2 separate regions of the Mus musculus genome follow, and region 1 is linked to region 2. A link is a contact called in public HiChIP or PLAC-seq data. All regions are on one chromosome and are shown on one strand. Each heading gives the region's core, a stretch centred on a gene start, on an enhancer-like site or on the middle of the called end of the contact. The rest is flanking DNA. Distances are from core to core; before and after follow the strand shown.

Evidence for each region. HiChIP or PLAC-seq counts read pairs in DNA pulled down with a chosen protein or histone mark.
Region 1: an HNF4G HiChIP or PLAC-seq map of pancreatic cancer cells shows a contact between it and region 2. The contact joins two enhancer-like sites. A contact is called at or near these places in 1 of 39 promoter capture datasets (stem cell-derived epiblast-like cells) and 3 of 115 datasets of contacts at active chromatin or transcription factors (embryonic stem cells, large pre-B cells and pancreatic cancer cells).

The regions. Positions count from the first base shown.
Region 1 is chr3:126,559,622-126,564,215 of GRCm38.p6, reverse strand. No RefSeq gene overlaps it. Among named protein-coding and RNA genes, the nearest start is that of Camk2d, 35 kb to the left of the region's middle. Within about 2 kb of position 2,940, at least 12 of the 459 cell types and tissues checked have an H3K27ac peak or open chromatin away from gene starts, as enhancers often do. A contact at or near this core is called in pancreatic cancer cells, where this site is marked.
Region 2 is chr3:126,383,386-126,387,922 of GRCm38.p6, reverse strand. The region is part of intron 1 of Arsj (arylsulfatase J); the gene reads right to left. It overlaps Gm35351 (a long non-coding RNA gene), which reads left to right. Exons shown (of 3, transcript XR_376048.3): 3 at 577-690. Among named protein-coding and RNA genes, the nearest start is that of Gm35408, 5.4 kb to the right of the region's middle. Within about 2 kb of position 2,757, at least 131 of the 459 cell types and tissues checked have an H3K27ac peak or open chromatin away from gene starts, as enhancers often do. A contact at or near this core is called in pancreatic cancer cells, where this site is marked.

The DNA of each region.
Region 1 (4,594 bases), core at 1,691-4,190, 180 kb before region 2:
CTGCCCTGCATTTCCCTCAGTGTGGCTTCCGCATTGATGGCTTTTACCATCTGCTTCTCACCAAGTCGTTACCTAATTACACCAATTATTTCCTCTCTTGAGAATAGAGATGGCCAGGCCATGACGTGCATCTCCGTTTCCTCCTTGTTTCTATTTAAATGTCACTTTATTAAGAAGTGTCCGTGTCCTTCCTAGATCTGTATATCTGAGAAACTCTCTAAGGGACAGGACTGTGGTGACTTCTGGCTTAGGTCCCAGGCCTCAGATGCTGTTCCAGTGCCTATGTTGCCTTCAGTGTCTTTCCTGACTCTAGACAACATCTGTGGCTAGTTGCCAGCCATCGATTTGATCCAACTTGACTTATATCCCAATTAACTGTCTGGGACTGTCCCTTACACACACTGCTCAGTTCCCTGGCCTCTTTCCTTAGGTTGTTCTGGCTGTTGCTGTCCTGTCTGATGTGGATGATGATAAAATGAAGTCTGCTGAAGTTGTAGGACAGACAGGAGCAGATGTCCTGGCTGACTGGGTTTCACTTCATACAGGCCCTGAACAGAGTGTAGTTGCCTAGAATTTCTTTGGCAAATCAAATGGATTATACTGTGCTCAGTAAATAAATTCTTTACTTTGGCAAAACACAAATGATAAAATTATATTTCTTGTAATTGTGACTGGAAGTTTATCATGCCAGAAGTATAAAGAGAAGTCTGATACTAAGAAGAGAATTATATCAATTACAATAGGCACTAGGTTAATACATGTGATGCTTACTGGTATCTCCAGATAATAGAAATTTAGATGTAGTACAGACAGATGTATAAAAACGTAGAAGGAGTGGAGAATCAACTGTTGTTCATACTTAGCTTAAGCTTAAATACAGGAGCCAAATGGGAATTCAAAATAATGCGTGTTTAACAAAAGGTATACGCTGTTGGTTAGTGGGAGGGATTTTCAGTAATTACAGGAAAAAAATTTCAGATGTGATTTTACCTAAAATATTATTACTGTTGCTATTTGAATATCTGTTTAATTGGCTATCTCAGTCAGTGTTTTATTGCTATGAAGAGACACAACGGTAATGCCGTCTGTTATAAAGGAAAACATTTATCTGGGGCTGGCTTAGAGTTTCAGAGGTTTAGTCCATACTCATCAAGGTGGGGAGCATGGTGGTATGTAGGCAGACATGATGGAGGAGAAGTAGCTGAGAGTTCTGCATCTGGATCTGCAAGCAGCAGAAAGAGAGAGAGACTCTGGATTTGGAATGGCTTCTTGAAACCTCAGATCCCATTCCCAGTGACACATTTGTGCCACTCCCTGGTAATCACATATTTAAGACGATGACCCAGAGGGGGAGCATTTCTATTCAAACCACCAAAATGATCTCTTCTGTCCTTCTGTTATCTTTATTTTTCTCTTTTCTTCCTGTTTATAAGTAGCAATTTTTTTTCTTTGAAACGTGCTACCGACTTCTTGAAAAACATCTAGTGCTCTCCAGACCGTAAAAAAATCAAGTCGAACAGCACGAAAGCTATTCCTTTTAAGCTTTGTTCCAGTCAACGTGTCGTTAGCTCTGAAATAGACACTCAGCACTGAACCAAGCCTGTGCTCCTCCAGGCCTCTGACTCTTGTGATTTTTCTATCTAGCAATTCCTTTCTTGGCAGATGGTGCATGTTCTTTAAGGTCCGCTAAAAAGTCACCACCTTTGAAAAGCACTTATTTTCATTCAAGCAAGACTTATAAAGCTCTGTCCATGGAGTAAAGATGGCCAAATATACATGCCAATTTTTGCAACTTAAAGGAAAATGGAAACATTGTCTCTTTAGACTTTTTCAACCTGAACATTTAAATGAAGTAATAAATATAACGAATAAATTATCTTGTTAAGCATTACAGTTTGACTGTCCCTTTTCACTCTCTGAACCTTTTCTACCATTGGAATCATATTAGGAAGTGAGGTCTTTAAGAAGTTATTGCATTATAAGGATTCTGCCCCGCTGTGGAGATTAACACCATTATAAAAGGGCCAGTTAGACCTTTCTTGCAACCTATTTCCCCCTTCACCTTCCACTATGTGCTGAAGACCAGTTAGCACTTTTTTTGGTGACAAGGGCAGGGCCCACAGTGGATTGTATGCTAGTCACATAGCCTATGTGACCACTCTCCTAAATGGATGAGTAACTCTGGTGGGAGGTTAGACTGAGGGAGAAAGGCATACATTGTGTGGACTGTTTACTGGGTCAGTCATGATGCACTCAAAACCAATCAGTCCCAACACAGACACAGCTCAGCGGAAGAATCTTTGATAAACTTGCACAAGGCCCTGGGTTCAATACTAAATGCTATTATAACAAACAAAGAGACACTCCTACAGCAGACCTCAGTCTCCATTTAGTTCCCACAGTACGTCTCAAAGAACACTGGGCAGGAATCTTCTGCATGTTCCCTAGATAAAGTTATGATCCCTCCAATAACTTCTTGTTCCTTTTTGAGTCTGAGACAATGAGTAGGAAACCACTGTCTCTGGGTGGCTTTGGTGACCCTGACCATAAACACCCTAACTCTCCAAGTTAAGCTCACCAAGCGTAGAGAAAGGCTTGGTAGCTCTCAAATAGTCAGAAAGCCCCCAACTAGACACTAGACTCAAGAAGTATGACCCAATCAAGAAATTTCTCCTCCCTGGGTCTACCTAGTCGGAAGCATTGTTTTATCAACACAAAATAGATTAAGGAACTAGGAAAATAAGACGTAATTATGTATGGTGATATTGAGATAGGATGGAAAGACAGGGAAGATTATGTGTGTTAGATGTGTTAGATCCAAAGCAGGCCCCCAAAATTCCAGTGCTGTTGCCAGTGTCCTAAGATTATAGCCTGGGCCTAACCCAGGTATGACTCTGACTGGGTAAATAGAAAGATTGTTATTAGTTAAACAGGAAATTAACCTCGACATGCCTCAGGGATCGCACAAGATGGGTTTTGTTTACCAGGAAAGTCACTACTTCCTACATGGTCAACTACCTCAGGCAAAATCATCTAGCTCCCAAATAACTCAAATAGCCCACAACAGATTAAAGTCTCCATTCTAACCACCAGGTTGTTCTGGCCCATGTGCCTTCTCCTGCTACCACTAACTTCCCAATGAAACAAGCAAGCCTGCTGTTCTCTACTCTCTGTGACGGCTAAGCAGTTTGTTTCCCAATAAACTGTTTTTTTCTAGCCACAGAATGGTCTAGTTAAATGGTTTCCCTTTGTCTTCACTTACAGAGAGAGGCAGAGAGGAAATGGGTCTGAGGTCTCATAAAAATGAGCACACACACAGAAGTAATCTTGCAAGGCAAGAAGTTTTCCTTGTGTAGAAAAGTGAAGCTGTGAAAATTCAGGCAAGCAAGCACACCTAGCAGGAAATCGGCTAAGATGTTACAGCTAGTGCAAGGGCCCTATGCCTCACTTAAGTGGTCAGAGCTCAGCCTGAACATTTTTGCACCATGAGTTAATATAGAATGGTATAGTTTCTATGAAGAGATAAAAACTCAGCAATATTTTGAATATAGAAACTGCTCACCCAAGAGGGCATTTTAACAAATGGTGACTCTTTAAAACATTGGAGATTCTCTTGGCTTATTTAACTCTTTGTTAGAAAAGATAATACATCTTATGTTAATTTCTCATGACTGGGAGGAACAGAGTTTTTCATCATTGTGCTAAGAAGTTCGATGGGCATCAGCAAGTTCAGAGGCCACTGGGGATGGACAAGTCCCTTCATGATTTGCTTTGGACTCAAACTCCCATCCACAATAAAAAGGTGAAGGTTTTAGGGCTTAGTGATCCTATTGGGTGCCTAGGGGAACTGCTTCTTTCTGGTCCAAAGAATGAAATATGAATTCTACTTCTAGGCAGAAAAATGACATTTTTAAAAAGATTTATTTAATATATGTGAATATTCTGTAGATATTTTCAGACACACTAGAAGAGGACATCAGATTATATTACAGATGGTTGTGAGCCACAATGTGGTTGCTAAGAATTGAACCCAGGACCTCTGAAAAAGCAGTCAGTGCTCATAACTGCTGAGCCATCTCTCCAGCCCCCCAAATGACATTCTGATCTGACCCAAAGATTAGAACATTGCATATTACTGTCCCTTCTCTTAAGAGTTAATGCGTCTGGGCCAGGATGATCATCTGGCTATGAGGCCAATCCCCTGGAAAGCAAATTCTCCTGAGGATACACTAAGAAGATGGGAGGGATAATTGTCTGCTAAAGAGGTAACGTGTCTTTATCTCAGAGCCCTCCCTAGAGGCAGTTGTTGGCAGATCTTCACTGAGATCCCTGCCTACTTTTCAGAATTCAGATTTGAAAACCGATCTTTTTCATTTTTATCTCTTCTTTGAATACGAACCAAAATCTTAAACAGACTGGTCTTGAAACTGTAGTCTTTTCTTATGAATCTGCTTGCCTGCAAACCTCTATTGCTGGCCCTAACTCAAAAGGCATTCGTTTCTCTTTTCCTAGCCATATTTCTTATTGCTTGCTTGCTCTGTGGTTTTTATTAAGACTTTAATAAAAATTGGCCATTAAACTTTGAGTCTGTTTT
Region 2 (4,537 bases), core at 1,508-4,007:
TGAGTAAAGAGAATTGCCTTTATGTATACAAAGAAATATCACTGTAAAATTTAACAGATAATAAAAATAGAAAAAAGCACCCGGCATGGTCACATATTTGAGAAGACACATTGTTCATGCAAATTGTTCTGTTGTGTTGAAGACTCTTAAGTCAACCTTTGCATGGTGGTCCATCTAAGACAACAGAGGACTCTGCATGTTCTTACTCTTCAGCACAGACATGTAATCCAGTGCACAAATATGCTTTCATACAGCAGAACTGATTTCCCTTTACATACTGAACACAACAATTTGTTTTATAAAATACTTTTAAAAATGATTTTTAAAACAAGAAACAGTAAATTGCAAAAAAGATTATAAACTGCTTACGTGAGGAAAAAGCAAAAACCCATTAAAACCAAGCTAAAGTTTTTTTTCCCCCTGCAAGGCTTAAGTACCTCCATTAGTTTTATGATGAAATGGCAATCTTAAAACTTTTATGAGTAAGTAACATGCAGCGTCCCAACACGGACCTGACATCCTATCTGGATAGCATCTTCCATGTTAAGACTTAGCAATTACCATTTTATATTCCAGGGTTAGTCACCCAAGCAAAGCAACTTCATAGTGCACAACGACATATGCAAGTGCAGCGAATCCTTCCAAACCTCTTTGCTGTTTGGAGAACCATTAACAAAGAAACGGTAAGCCAGCATATGGAAAATTATAAATGCAGCCAGAGGTTGCCTGGGATCTAGTTAGAGATGCATTCCAGCAGTTGGTACTACCTGGAGCCTCTTCATCAGAGTCCCTCCTTCCAAATACTGTAGGGGGAGGGGCAAAAAGAGAGGAGGGAGGGAGTAAGAATGAGAGGAGGAGTGGGAGAAAGAGACTGAAGTAGAATAAAGGAGAAGAGACCGGTTATAAGAGATTGATTTATTTAGTGATTTTATGCAAAGCACTGCTTGTACTGCCTATTTAACAAGCCTGACTTCTCTTTTCTACCTCAAAAAGAACGATGTAGAGACATAGCTGAGTCAATAGGTCATTGCCCTTAACAACCTGCTGACTTCCAGATAGGCTTCTGTAAGATCTTGCTTACTTGCAGTTCCCCACCTTGTAGCTTTAGGATATAATATGAGGATATAAACTGGACCCATCTTTGAAGCCTTTCAGGACCTGTCCTGGCTTCGGTCCACCTTTACTGCACTCGCCTCGGTATCAGGGTACTTGTCCAGGAAAATTCCCACATCAGGACCACCACTGTATTGAATGCTTCTATGCTTAAGACACTACTTTATAAAAAACAAAACAACAAAAAAAATAGAGTCTAGTGGGCAAGAGATATATAAAAGTAACAACCAGTGTTTAAAAACTATGGTGGTTTCAATATGCTTGGCCCATGAGAAGTGGCACTATTAGCAATGTAGTCTTAATGGAATAGGTGTGGCCTTTTTGGAGCAAGTGTGTAATTGTGTTGGCAGGCTTTGAGATTCCTTAGTGCTCAAGTTCTGTCCAGTGTAGAAGAAAGCCTCCTTCTGGATGCCTTTGGATCAGGATGTAGAACTCTTATGTCCTTCTCCTGTATCATGGCTGCTTGCAGGCTGCCATGCTTTCTGCCATGATGATAATGTACTGAACCTCTGAAACTTATAAGCCAGCCCTAATTAAATGTTGTCCTTTATAAGAGTTGACTTGGTCATCGTGTCTCTTCACAACAATGAAACCCTAAGACAAAAACTAGAGTTGATTTGGTCATTGTGTCTCTTCACAACAATGAAACCCTAAGTCAAAAACTTATGTGCATTCCAGCAATACAAAGTCTCATCCGTGTTATGACTAATGATCATATATGACTTCATGTTTATCTACATGTATGGAAATTAATATATGTAGTTATAATAAATTCCCTTAAACAGTCATAAGATAATTATTTATATATATATATACACAAACACACACAAACACACACACATATATATATACACACATATATACATATATGTATATATATATATATATCTTCAGACTCCATACCTTGATACAAACTAGTTCCTACATTAAAGATTGGTTGCTTTTCTCTGTAGATATGAACTGATACAGGGAACTGGAGAAGAAGACAGACAATGGCTTACATTTTCAAGGTTAAGTAATATTTCAAACAGGCTTCACTTCTGTGGTTCAAATTCACTTTTCTGATTGATTTAACTGCTTAATTTCACTAATCTGTGGGTCCATCTTGAGAACGCCTTCCTTTTGAGCCTTTGACCTGGCTAGTTCCATAGCAGTCACTCTTTCCTGTGCTTTAGGCTAAAGCCCTCACTTGGTTACCACACTTTCTCCTTTTCTAACCCACCAGCATTTTTAAAAACCTAGAGTCAAAGCTTACAGAGTGTATGCGTGGTGCGGTGGCTGGCTGGTTTAATGATCTTCTGTTTGGCAATTTAAAACATAATAAAAATTTCATTATGATCGGAACTCTGAGCAGAACATTTCTTTTTCAGGCAAACATTGTGAAATTAAGTGTTATGCCACCAGTTGCTGTGGGGATTGTGCTGAGTGGCTCGATGGCACATAACCACATCATCCAGTCGTAGACTGCGGGAGAACTAATTTCTGTTCAGGCTCTGTTCAGCATACTCACTCGTTAGCAGTCCAGCCTCTAAACAGACAGGCCGTTTCTTTTTTAAAAAACCTTCTGTTTAATGTTTCAGATGCACAGGCTCAGATGTGGTGACTCATATTCTCAGCACTGAATCATGTAGCCAAATCTGAGTCAGAGCATAAGGGCCGTTGCAGACCTTCAGCTATCTGAACCTGAGGGAAGTATGTAAACTTGTGAATAACTTCCTGGTCTCAGTGGAGACAGAATTTTTTGTCAGAGCAAGAGAGAACCAGTATGAGACGGTTTTCCTGTTTTATCTTTTCTAAACTTAAAAAGATCTATTAGGACAATCTCAGTCCCATTATTACTTCCCTTAAAAAGATCACAGTGGCCACGTGTGGCATTTAAACAATGGCTTTCAAGCAGCTGCTGTATCTTACTTTATGCTAATTCACTGTGGATTTTTAGGCCATTTGGCAACTACAGCCCGCGCAGGATTAACTATTCCATCAGAATGTGTTTACTTGGCAGCGTATTATCACAGGAATTTTCTTTTTCTCTGAAAGATGAGATAAACACATGAAGCCAAATGGCCTTGTTTAGAGTTGTTCTCCACTTCACATTGTGGTTCTCGTGGATCGGGTTAATGTCACGACACCCCATCCCCTAAGCAGAACTTTCTCTGTGAAAGTTTTAGCTTCTCTTGCTTGTATTCCAAGGTTCTGGGGACCCACCATTAAATAGCATTCTAGCCCATTAGCGCAGCTGTTGGTTTGTTCTCAGTTTGTAACATTGTTGCTATTTTTCTTTCACTATTTTAGTTTTCTTCAACAGGTCCCTTTTCATGTTCAGCAGTGCATTCATAGGACTTAAGGAACAAGGAAGCCAGGTTGGAGGGGTGGCTCGGTGGTTAAGCCTGCCCTTTCAGAGGTCTTGAGTTCAATTCCCAACAACCACATGGTGGCTCACAGCCATCAATAATGGGATCTTATACCCTCTTCTGGTGTGTCTGAAGAGAGCAATGGTGTACTCAAATAATTTTTCTTTTTAAATAAAGGAACCAGGAAACCACGATGAGGCGATGGTAAAATAAAAGTGGCAGACAAGGCTATTTTCATACATGTGCATGGCACCTAATTCTTGCCAGACAGGAGAGAGAAGGAGTGAGCATGAGTAACGGATAGTCACAGATAATCAACAAGCCTTTTCCCTTGGAAGAGTTTGCCCATTATCGCCAATGAAGCTTTTGCCACCTCTACCTAGAAGGGAAAATTGGCCCTCGCTTAGCCTTCTCCAGCTCCTTTGCCAGCATGTGTCTCCAAGGTTCCCCTCCAGACCATGCAGTTGCAAAGGCTTTGTGTTGCTGCTACCAGAGGAAACATTAATGATTCATGTGTTTGCTGGTGTGACAAATTTGAAACTGTTCTAAAGTGTATCATTTCATGAATGAAATGAATTCAAAACGGTTTAATTACAAAATGCTATATATAATATAAATATGAAAAAAGATTGTTATTTAACTATCTTATCTTTAATATCTCTATTTAAATGATACTTTGAACAAGTAAAACAAAGACATTTCATAATAAAATACATGTTTAAGAGCCTGGTGTTCTCTGCTTCTGATACTGATGTGTTATCATTTTTACATTTTCTAACTCTTTTTGATGCCTATATCTGGATCATGATTGCAAGCTCAATGTTTCATTCATTTATTGCATTAACTTGGCAACTTCTCTCCCTAAACATTTTTTTTTAAATCCAGAAGATTTGAAACAATGACCCAGGAGTCCTGAAGCCTGGTAGAAGGTCTGCGAATCTGCCTTGGAAGGCAGTGCTCGGGGTTGGGAACCTGCCAGATTCCTTGCTTTCATGTCTGGGCTTTTCTTTCAAAGATGCCATTTGAATGAAAAGTTCCTCAATGGGAAGGAGTCTGTAAATCACAGAACACAT